Regions from separate parts of the Mus musculus genome. Here region 2 is linked to region 1. Evidence: chromatin contacts called from public HiChIP or PLAC-seq data. All regions are on one chromosome and are shown on one strand. The core of a region is the stretch at or near the end of the contact, and the rest is flanking DNA. Distances in the headings are between cores, read along the strand shown. Region 1 has its middle 19 kb from the start of Srsf1. Region 2 overlaps Akap1 (A kinase (PRKA) anchor protein 1).

Region 1 (4,443 bases), core at 1,159-3,658:
GTGTGTGTCTCTGGGGATGATATAGGAGTGGACCCAGGCCAGGAAGGATCCGCCAACCTAGGCAGTGTGAAGAAGACTGGGAAATACTTTGACTCCCACTTCCTTCACTCTCCATGTCTCATCTCTCTGAGGGTCCCGCTGTTCTAAAGCACTTAAACCCAAGTACTTAGTAGTGAAACACTTCCAGGATATTAGAAGATTCTAATATTCCAGGGAGTTGGAGGAACCCAAAACATTCGTCCCCAAATTTGAGTAAAGAACCTGGATACATGGAGGGAGGGTCCCCTTCCTTCTGACTTTCTTGGTGTCCGGTCTCCATTTCTCACTGTAACCATGTGATCCCAAATATCCTGGGGCATTTCCAGGACAGTTTCAGTTTTAAACTATTAGAGCCTATTGTCCTCTGAAATACTTATGAGGCCGCATGCCCTGATTTTGTTGTGGAAAAAAACCAAAAGTACAATCCTAGCTTACAGCATTTCCTGTGGCTGTGACTACATAAATCTCCACCTTCCCCGGCACCTCGGAGTTGTGGCATTTGGAAGAGTTGCAGGGACCCCACCTAAGAAGTTTTAGCTTGCAGGTTGAAGAGACGAAGGACGGGTACCTTCTGTGATTTTTCTGGGAACAGCTTGATTCTGAAGCTCCCCAAAGTGTACAAAAATTTATCCTGGTCACGGATAGGCTCAGACCCCACCTCTACCATTAAGTCTTAGTGGCTTTAGAGAGAGCTTCCAGCTCTTTAGAATTCTTTCTCTCTGTAGCAGTCAAAGTACCTCCCGAAGAGAACAGTCTGTTAAGTTTTGTTTTGTTTTCCAAGACAGGGTTTCTCTGTGTAGCCCTGGCTGTCCTGGAACTCACTCTGTAGACCAGGCTGGCCTTGAACTCTACCTGCCTCTGCGTCCCGGGTGCTGGGATTAAAGGAGTACGCCACCACACCCAGCTTTTTTTTTTTTTGTGTGTGTGGGGGGGGGTGTTTTTGGTTTTTTTTTTTGTTTGTTTTTTTAAGACAGCATTTCTCTGTGTATTCCTGGCTGTCCTGGAACTTGTTCTGTAGATCAAGGCTGGCAAAGTTAAGAATCCTACCAACCTCTGCCTCCCAAGTGCTGGGATTAAAGGTGTAGGCCACCACTGCTGGGCTTGAACAGTTTTAATTTATAATGTAAGAGATAACTGGCCTCTTCTTGTCCACTGGTCTCAACCCAATGCTGGGTCATAAATTCAGATGTATGTACTGAACTTTGGGCAGAACTTCAAGGCTATTCTCTATGAAGTAAAACTCAGGGTAATAATATACCACATATAGATTATTATGTACTGTACACACAAGCTGGAATATGCAGTACACTTGATTTGGATAAGGATTTTCCTTCTTCTTCTTGAAAGAGAAAGAGAGAGAGAGGGAGAGATTGATTCTCTCTACAGAGCTCTGAGCCCTTGCTATCTTGGAACTCAATGTGTAGACCAGGCTGGCCTCTAACTCACAGAGATCCTCCTATTTCTGCCTCCCACATGCTGGGATCAAAGTGTGTGCCACTGCCATGCCAGGCAGGGTCTGAATAAGTATTTCATGAAACTTGTTTCCTATTGGCGTATACATATGTGAGTTCTCTATCACTATGTAACATAAGCTTTATTTCAAAGGTCACAGTTTAAAATAGTTAAGACCATTCTGCTGGGACAAGTCACACACAGTCACATAGAAACTGAGATAGAAGGAAGGCATGGGGCCCACTAGATGGCTCAATAAATAAAGGTACTTGCCATCAAGACTGATGACCTGGGTTGTTCATTTTCAGCCCAAGCCCTTCCTCTTCCTTTCTTCTTCTTCCTCTTCCTCCCTTTCTTCTTCCTCTTCCTCCCTTTCTTCTTCTTCCCCCACCTCCTATTTGAGACAGGATTCCTCTGTGTACTGTATGGAACTAACTCTGTTGACCAGGTTGACCTTGAACTCAGAGATCCTCCTGCCTCTGTGTTCCCAGTGCTGGGATTAAAGGTGTGCCCTACTTCCCAGTGTCCCAAGCTCTTCCTTAATCAGCAGACAGCTCCCCTTGGGCATATGAATGGGGTTTGGGGTTGGCTCAGAATCAGTGGTCAAAGTTAGCCAGCCTTGAGGATGCGGGGTAGGCAAGGCTAGAAGTGGAGGAGCCTGGGTTTTGCAGCCCAGGGATGGGGCCTGGTGGCTGTGAGGGCGGCAGCCTTTCCCTGCTCCTGCTCACTGCCTGCTCTGCCATCGCAGAATGGGCTGCTAATTATAACTAAACACAATGAGCAATCAGAGCCTGCTGGCGCTGGAGCGCTCCTTAAAGATCTGGCAGGCTTTTTATTAGAACTTCCAGTAGCCCAGAGACTGCTGCAGTCGATGCTCCATCCTCCCCTCCCTCCTCCTCCCTCTCGAGGGGTGCCTGGTGCACCCAATGCAGTCTATACAGGACTTCCTTAGTTCCCACTGTGCCCAGTTCTGGGCTGCAGCGGGAATGGGAGCCAGGACTTTGTTCTTGCCTTCAATGAGCTAATCGTCGTCCCCGCAGTCTCTTGATTAGAATAAAAAGGCCCGGCCTGAAGGAGCCGAGCACGGGGTCAGAAGAGTTGTCGACCTCCCGAGTCCTTGGCTGCTTTTCTCGGATGCCTTTCTTTGGACATTTGTGAACATTTATTCAGGCACAAAAGTACTCACTGTGGCAGTGGTGGTCTCTGTAGTATATGCCAGGGAGGGGAACCCTTCCCAAATCTGGGGGTACTTAATCCTGAGTCAATAAATATATGCATGAAGCCGTTATAGTCCTTGGAACAGTTCTCTCGTGTTTATTTTGAGGACTCTGGAAGGGATGAATGTAGGGGGAAAGACAACCTGAGATCCCAGATCTTCTTTCTTGGCTTTGAGAGAAATGCACATCGCTGTTGCTGGGCCGAGAACCCTCAGGCCTGGCTGTCAGCAGGGAGGCATTCTTGGGTCTGGTGCTGCAGCTTCTTTTTCAGTCATTTCTTTTGTTATTCAAAGTGCTTGACTGAAGCAACTTAAGGGAGAGAGATCCATGGGAGCCTCTAACCTATAGGCTAATCAGGAAAGCGGAGAGCTTAGGCAAGAAGCCAGAGCGGGCGTCCCCTTCATGGTCCTTCATACTGAGCACTGGCAACTTCCCAAGACAGCAACACCCCAAGACAACTTCCCAAGACAGCACCAACACTGGGAGAGCTCATGTCCAAACTCAGATTGTGGGAGGTATTTCGGAAGCAGTCCACAGCATCTGCTGTTGCCCAAGGCACATTAAGGCTGTTGTAATTCATCAAGACATCATTCCCCTGGGGCACCGGCTTGGAGTGAGGGATGGTTGGGTCTCATCCTTTGAGGATTCTCTGAGGCACAATGCCAACCCAGAGCAGCACAACAGTGACGCATACTGTGGAAAGGATGAAGGGGGACTGGGGCATCACGAGAGGACATCCAGTCCCAGGCTGCCCTGGACTGAGGGCATTTCCAGGAAGTGAAGATGTGCAGGTTTAAGACCAGACAAATTATCAAAGGTTTGGGTTGAGTGGGTGGATAGGGAAAAGAATGGCAGGGTGTGTCTGGGTTTGTGTGTATGTCTGTGTGTGTCTGTGTGTTGTTTACTGGGAAGATGACAACACAAGACAGAGACTGAAAGGGGATATTTTGCTCTTTCATTGGGACAGGGTCTTCCTGGGTGCCCCAGGCTGGCTTGTGATCTCCCTGCTTTAGTTAACAGCAGCACACCATCATACCTACCTAAGTGAGAATGCAATCTGAGGCCTTACTTACCACCTTTGCAGTGCCTATATAGCAGAGGGTGACCTTGAACTGTTTCTCCTGTTGGATATAGGACTTAAATCACCATGTAGAATTTTGTGCTGCTAGAGATTGAACCTGGGGTTTCATACTAGCTTGGCAAGTGCTCTACCATCTACCCACTAAGCTACATCCCCAAGCCAAGAGGGATTAGACAGGGTTTCTCTATGTAGCTCTGGCTGTCCTGAAACTCACTTTGTAGACCAGGCTGGCCTCGAACTCAGAAATCCACCTGCCTCTGCCTCCCGAGTGCTGGGATCAAAGGCGTGCGCCACCACGCCCGGCTTTTTTTTTTTTTTTTTTTTTTTTGAGACAGAGACTATGTATGTCTAGCTGTCCTGGAACTCACTATGAAGACCAGGCTACCAGACTGGCCTCAAACTCACAAAGATCTGCTTCCCCTCCTTCTGCCTCCCAAGAAATGGGATTAAAAATGTGTCACCACACTTGACCTACACACAGATTTTTAAAAACAAAGACCTAAACCGGGCGTGGTGGCCCACACCTTTAATCCCAGCACTCGGGAGGCAGAGGCAGGCAAATTTCTGAGTTCGAAACCAGCCTGGTCTACAAAATGAGTTCCAGAACAGCCAGAGAAACTCTGTCTCAAAAAACAAAAACAAAAAAACCCCCAA
Region 2 (4,443 bases), core at 1,131-3,630, 810 kb before region 1:
GGGAAGTTGCCGAGTAGCTTTGTGGAGCCAGTTCACTCAGAGCCGGTTAAGGACGAGGATGCGTTGGAACCCCAGGTCAAAGGTAGCAGCAATACTTCGGATAGAGACCTGGCTGGAGAGCTGGACAAAGACGAGACCGTGCCTGAAAATGACCAGATTAAGCAGGCTGCCTTCCAGCTCATCTCCCAGGTGATCTTGGAAGCAACTGAAGAGTTTCGGGCCACCACAGTGGGCAAGACTGTGGCACAAGTGCACCCAACCTCGGCCACTCAGCCTAAGGGGAAGGAGGAGAGCTGTGTTCCAGCCAGCCAGGAAACTAGCTTGGGACAAGACACCTCAGATCCTGCTTCCACCAGAACAGGTGCCACTGCCAGCCCTTCAGCAGAAGCTCTGCCACCAAAGACCTATGTAAGCTGTCTCAGCAGCCCTCTGTCAGGCCCCACCAAGGACCAGAAGCCAAAGAACTCTGCACATCACATCTCCCTGGCTCCCTGCCCACCGCCAGTCACCCCCCAGAGGCAGTCTCTGGAGGGGGCAAGTAACCCGAGAGGTGATGACAACTTTGTCGCCTGTATGGCCAACAACAGCCAGAGTGTCCTTTCAGTTAGCTCCTTGGGGCAGTGCTCAGATCCTGTCAGTACTTCGGGGCTTGAAGACTCTTGCACAGAGACCATCTCAAGCTCCGGAGACAAAGCTATGACCCCACCACTGCCAGTCAGTACTCAGCCCTTCAGCAACGGGGTGCTGAAGGAGGAGCTGTCAGACTTAGGGACCGAGGATGGATGGACCATGGATACAGAAGCAGATCACTCAGGAGGTAGGAAGGTCTTGGGGTGCTTTCTTGATGAATCTGGGAGGGGTCCCATTATTTGCTAGAAGGCAACAAGCTACTGGCCACCCTTACCTTCTGCCACTTGTGCAACAAAACAATGCTGCCCATCCCTGTGTTATCCAGCCACCTGTACAGATGGATACCCGAGAAGTCAGGTGATCACATGAGACCCTAATGGCTATGAGAGTTGTCCGTGGGTTCACTAGCCAGGGAACCTCCCCAGACCTTTAGAAGGGACCACGTCTGTTGGGTCCACCAGTCAGCCTTAGTGCCTCTTCTCCTTTGGACACATGCCCTTGGAGGGGCCTTTGGGGCCTCCTTAGTGGTCCCTCCCAAGTGCCAGGAATGGGTGAGCATCTCTTAATGGCCGACTTCCTTTACTTATGTGCTTGTTCCGTGTCTCCACCTGCTCTCCTCAGAAGCCCTCGAAGGGTAAGTTCACCCAGGACAGCCGCAGCTTCGAGCGCTGGTGGGAGGCTCGAGCTGTCTGCGGTTGTTGCTGTGATCGCCTCCTTTGCAGAGCCTCAGCCGTCCTTTCTCTGTGCAGTTGCAGCTCCACCCCAGGAAAGAGGGCACTTTGGTAACGGAGGGTGCACTGGGTTTTTCGAGTGCTGACCCCAGCCAGCGTAGACAGTTCAGACCGCTAACTTACAGGTCAGCAGCAGCTCCTGACCCTGCTTTGCAGCTCCCCGGGGTGTGTTCTCTCCTAGTGACCTCCAAGCAGGTCATGGCTTGTTTGGCCCGGAGTGTTCCCAACCGGTTTCGTCCAGGAAGCTTGGGCATTTGTCTCGGGTGTTTTACTATTGTCATTAGAATCTGGGGTGGGGGTACCACACTTCGGGATTTTTACACCCAAGATGCTGTTGCTTGAGACTTGAGACCATGGTGACTTAACATACCTCTAAAAGGAAGTACCTTCTTTCTGCCCATTGTAACTGTGGAGGCCAGATAATGTATTATACATCTTATGCTATAGTGCTAAAAGGCTAAGATTAAAAAAAAGAATGATCGGGCGTGGTGGCGCACGCCTTTAATCCCAGCACTCGGGAGGCAGAGGCAGGCGGATTTCTGAGTTCAAGGCCAGCCTGGTCTACAAAGTGAGTTCCAGGACAGCCAGGGCTATACAGAGAAACCCTGTCTCAAAAAACCAAAAAAATAAAAAAATAAAAAAAATAAAGTTAAATTAAAAAATAAAAGAAAGATAGATCTGCATCTTAAAATGGGCAAAAAGGAAGGCTTTTAAAAATATTTTAAGAATAAAGAATAAAGAGTTTTCTATTTGTCCGGTGCCCATTATTGTAATGAATGAGCCCCTCAGGTTTGTAGCTGTGTGGATGCCTGAGGCTTCTGAGCATAGCTCTAGAGAAGAGACCTTAATCAATGGGTGGGGAGGCAGGGTAGCCCATCAGTCATAGCCTGGGGGTAGTGACTGGGGCGTGTTCAGCGGGTGCCAAGCCACACTGGTGTTTTCAGGTTAGCCTTAACCCTGCTTGTGTGCTTCCCTAGAGGCCGGAGGTAAGGGGCTGGGCTGGGAACAAGGCCTGGCGTGGCTCTGAGTTACTCCTGGGAGCCACTGACACGCAGGTATTGGCTAGTCTAGTTCTCTTGGACAGAGGTTAGGGGCTTTGTGGTAAAATCCCCCACCAGCCTATTTTACTTCAAGATGGCCGCCCAAGGTGCTGCTTTCTCGTGTGGGTGGGTGATGTCCTCTGCCGGAAGTCTCGTGCTGAGGGAGGTCACTTGAGGGAGATCACCTTGGAGGTCTCTTCCTTGTCTAGGGGTGGAGAGTGGCATAGTCTTTTTTTTTTTTTTTTTTTTTCCGAGACAGGGTTTCTCTGTGTCGTCCTGGCTGTCCTGGAACTCACTTTGTAGACCAGGCTGGCCTCGAACTCAGAGATCCACCTGCCTCTGCCTCCTGAGTGCTGGGATTAAAGGGGTGCACCACCACCGCCCGGCAGGCATAGTCTTTTATATCCAGACAGTGTATGGATTGCTTGGAAAAGAATCATGTCCTGAGTTTGGGGAAACCAGGTGGGAAATAGGCTTACAGGAGTGATGTGTTTCAGGCCCCATTGAGTTTGGTATTTCAGCCAGGGCCGTATCTCCTAACTTGCCCTGGATGTCCCTGGTGTTTATTTGATCTCCTCTTCCTCTTCCTCTTCTTCTTCCTCCTTCTCCTCTTCCTTTTGTCATGTCCTATGGAAGAGTTGAGTGGCCTAAGTTGGTTCCAGAGTCACATTCTCCACTGTTCTCTTGGAGTAAGCGTTGGTTTCTCTCACCAAGGGCCTTTTGAATCATCCCATATTCAGAGCTTCACAAGCCTGTCCCAAAAGGGGAAGGAAGGAGGCCCACCTGCCTTTGTTTTTACCTGGCAGAGATTAGCAGGCCCTCAGCAGGCCGGAGAAATGGGACCCTCAGAAGGCTATCTTACTGTGATTGCCCAACATACCCAGGACACCCTCTCCCCGAAGCCTTGTCCTTGGAGACTAGAGATCCTTGGTCTGAGGGGCTGGGACATTTGGAAAGGGATTAAGGTGATTGTGACAAGAAGGTCAAGGCTTGCTTCTGGAACTATGTAGATCTGTGAGTCATCTTGTTGGCTCCCTTCCCCGATATACCCTGTATAAGCCCCTCCCTGGGTATAGAGTGTACCTCTTCCTAGCTTACCACGTGTGTGTCTGTCCTAGCAGCTGTGGCTAGGCACGGCTGCCAGATAAGCAAGCAGGACTGTTTAGTGACGGGCTAAAATTAGGTGCCTTAGTACGCTAAGCCTCCTTTCATTGGGTTGCCTGAGCCTTCTAGTCTGTGGTGTCTGCCAAGCTTGCAGAGGGGTATATGTGTGCAGGACCCCCCAGAATTGTAAATTTGGGAAGCTTTGATAGTTACGGCTGAGCTGGTGTCTGTGTGTGTGTGTGTATATATGTCACTTCCTCCCCTGCAGGTTCTGACGGGAACAGTATGGATTCAGTGGATAGCTGTTGCGGGCTTACCAAGCCCGATAGCCCCCAGAGTGTCCAGGCAGGCTCCAACCCTAAGAAGGTTGACCTTATCATCTGGGAGATCGAGGTGCCAAAGGTAAGGGCAGTGACCTCCCTGTACCCTGGATTCTGTGGGAGCTCAAAGTTCCCTCAGTGACAGGGTTAAAGGATGCCAGCGAATTCCATTAGATGGACCAAGCTGGGAAGCTGCAGGAAGACCATCTTCCCTCACTTCCCTGCTTTCTGGGTCCTCCAGGCTGCTCTGTGTGGGTTGGGGCTCGGTCTTCCCTGAATGCTAGAAAACATCAGTTGGAGGAGTGAGCGCCAGAGCCTCCCTGCTCCTCACTGTAAAGGTGTCTAGATGACTTAGCTGAGCTCAGCTGCTGTAAAATCCAGAGAGCCTGGGGCAGAAGCGCAGGCAGGCAGGCAGGCAGGCAGCCCGCCCTGAGCGGCTGTGTGTGAGCATGCTCATTCCCCTCACCTCACACCCTGTGATTACTAAACAAGCCAAGATTGTGGTGTCTTAATTAATACTTCTAAATATTTAACAATTTAATTTTCCCGTGCTGGTTTTTAAAAACATTGTTTTAACTGCATTGTGCATTGTATGAATGGCTGGTGCTTCACCAGCCC

What was found. HiChIP or PLAC-seq counts read pairs in DNA pulled down with a chosen protein or histone mark.
Region 2: a contact with region 1 is called in an H3K27ac HiChIP or PLAC-seq map of embryonic stem cells, with 4 times the contacts expected there. The contact joins two enhancer-like sites. A contact is called at or near these places in 1 of 484 Hi-C or Micro-C datasets (embryonic stem cells), 2 of 115 datasets of contacts at active chromatin or transcription factors (embryonic basal ganglia and embryonic stem cells) and 1 of 9 other capture datasets (liver).

Annotation. Positions count from the first base shown.
Region 1 is chr11:88,026,411-88,030,853 of GRCm38.p6, reverse strand. No RefSeq gene overlaps it. Among named protein-coding and RNA genes, the nearest start is that of Srsf1, 19 kb to the left of the region's middle. Within about 2 kb of position 2,408, at least 60 of the 459 cell types and tissues checked have an H3K27ac peak or open chromatin away from gene starts, as enhancers often do. A contact at or near this core is called in embryonic stem cells, where this site is marked.
Region 2 is chr11:88,840,633-88,845,075 of GRCm38.p6, reverse strand. It overlaps Akap1 (A kinase (PRKA) anchor protein 1), which reads left to right. Exons shown (of 11, transcript NM_001042541.1): 2 at 1-817; 3 at 3,774-3,907. Among named protein-coding and RNA genes, the nearest start is that of 4930556N13Rik, 8.8 kb to the left of the region's middle. Within about 2 kb of position 2,380, at least 41 of the 459 cell types and tissues checked have an H3K27ac peak or open chromatin away from gene starts, as enhancers often do. A contact at or near this core is called in embryonic stem cells, where this site is marked.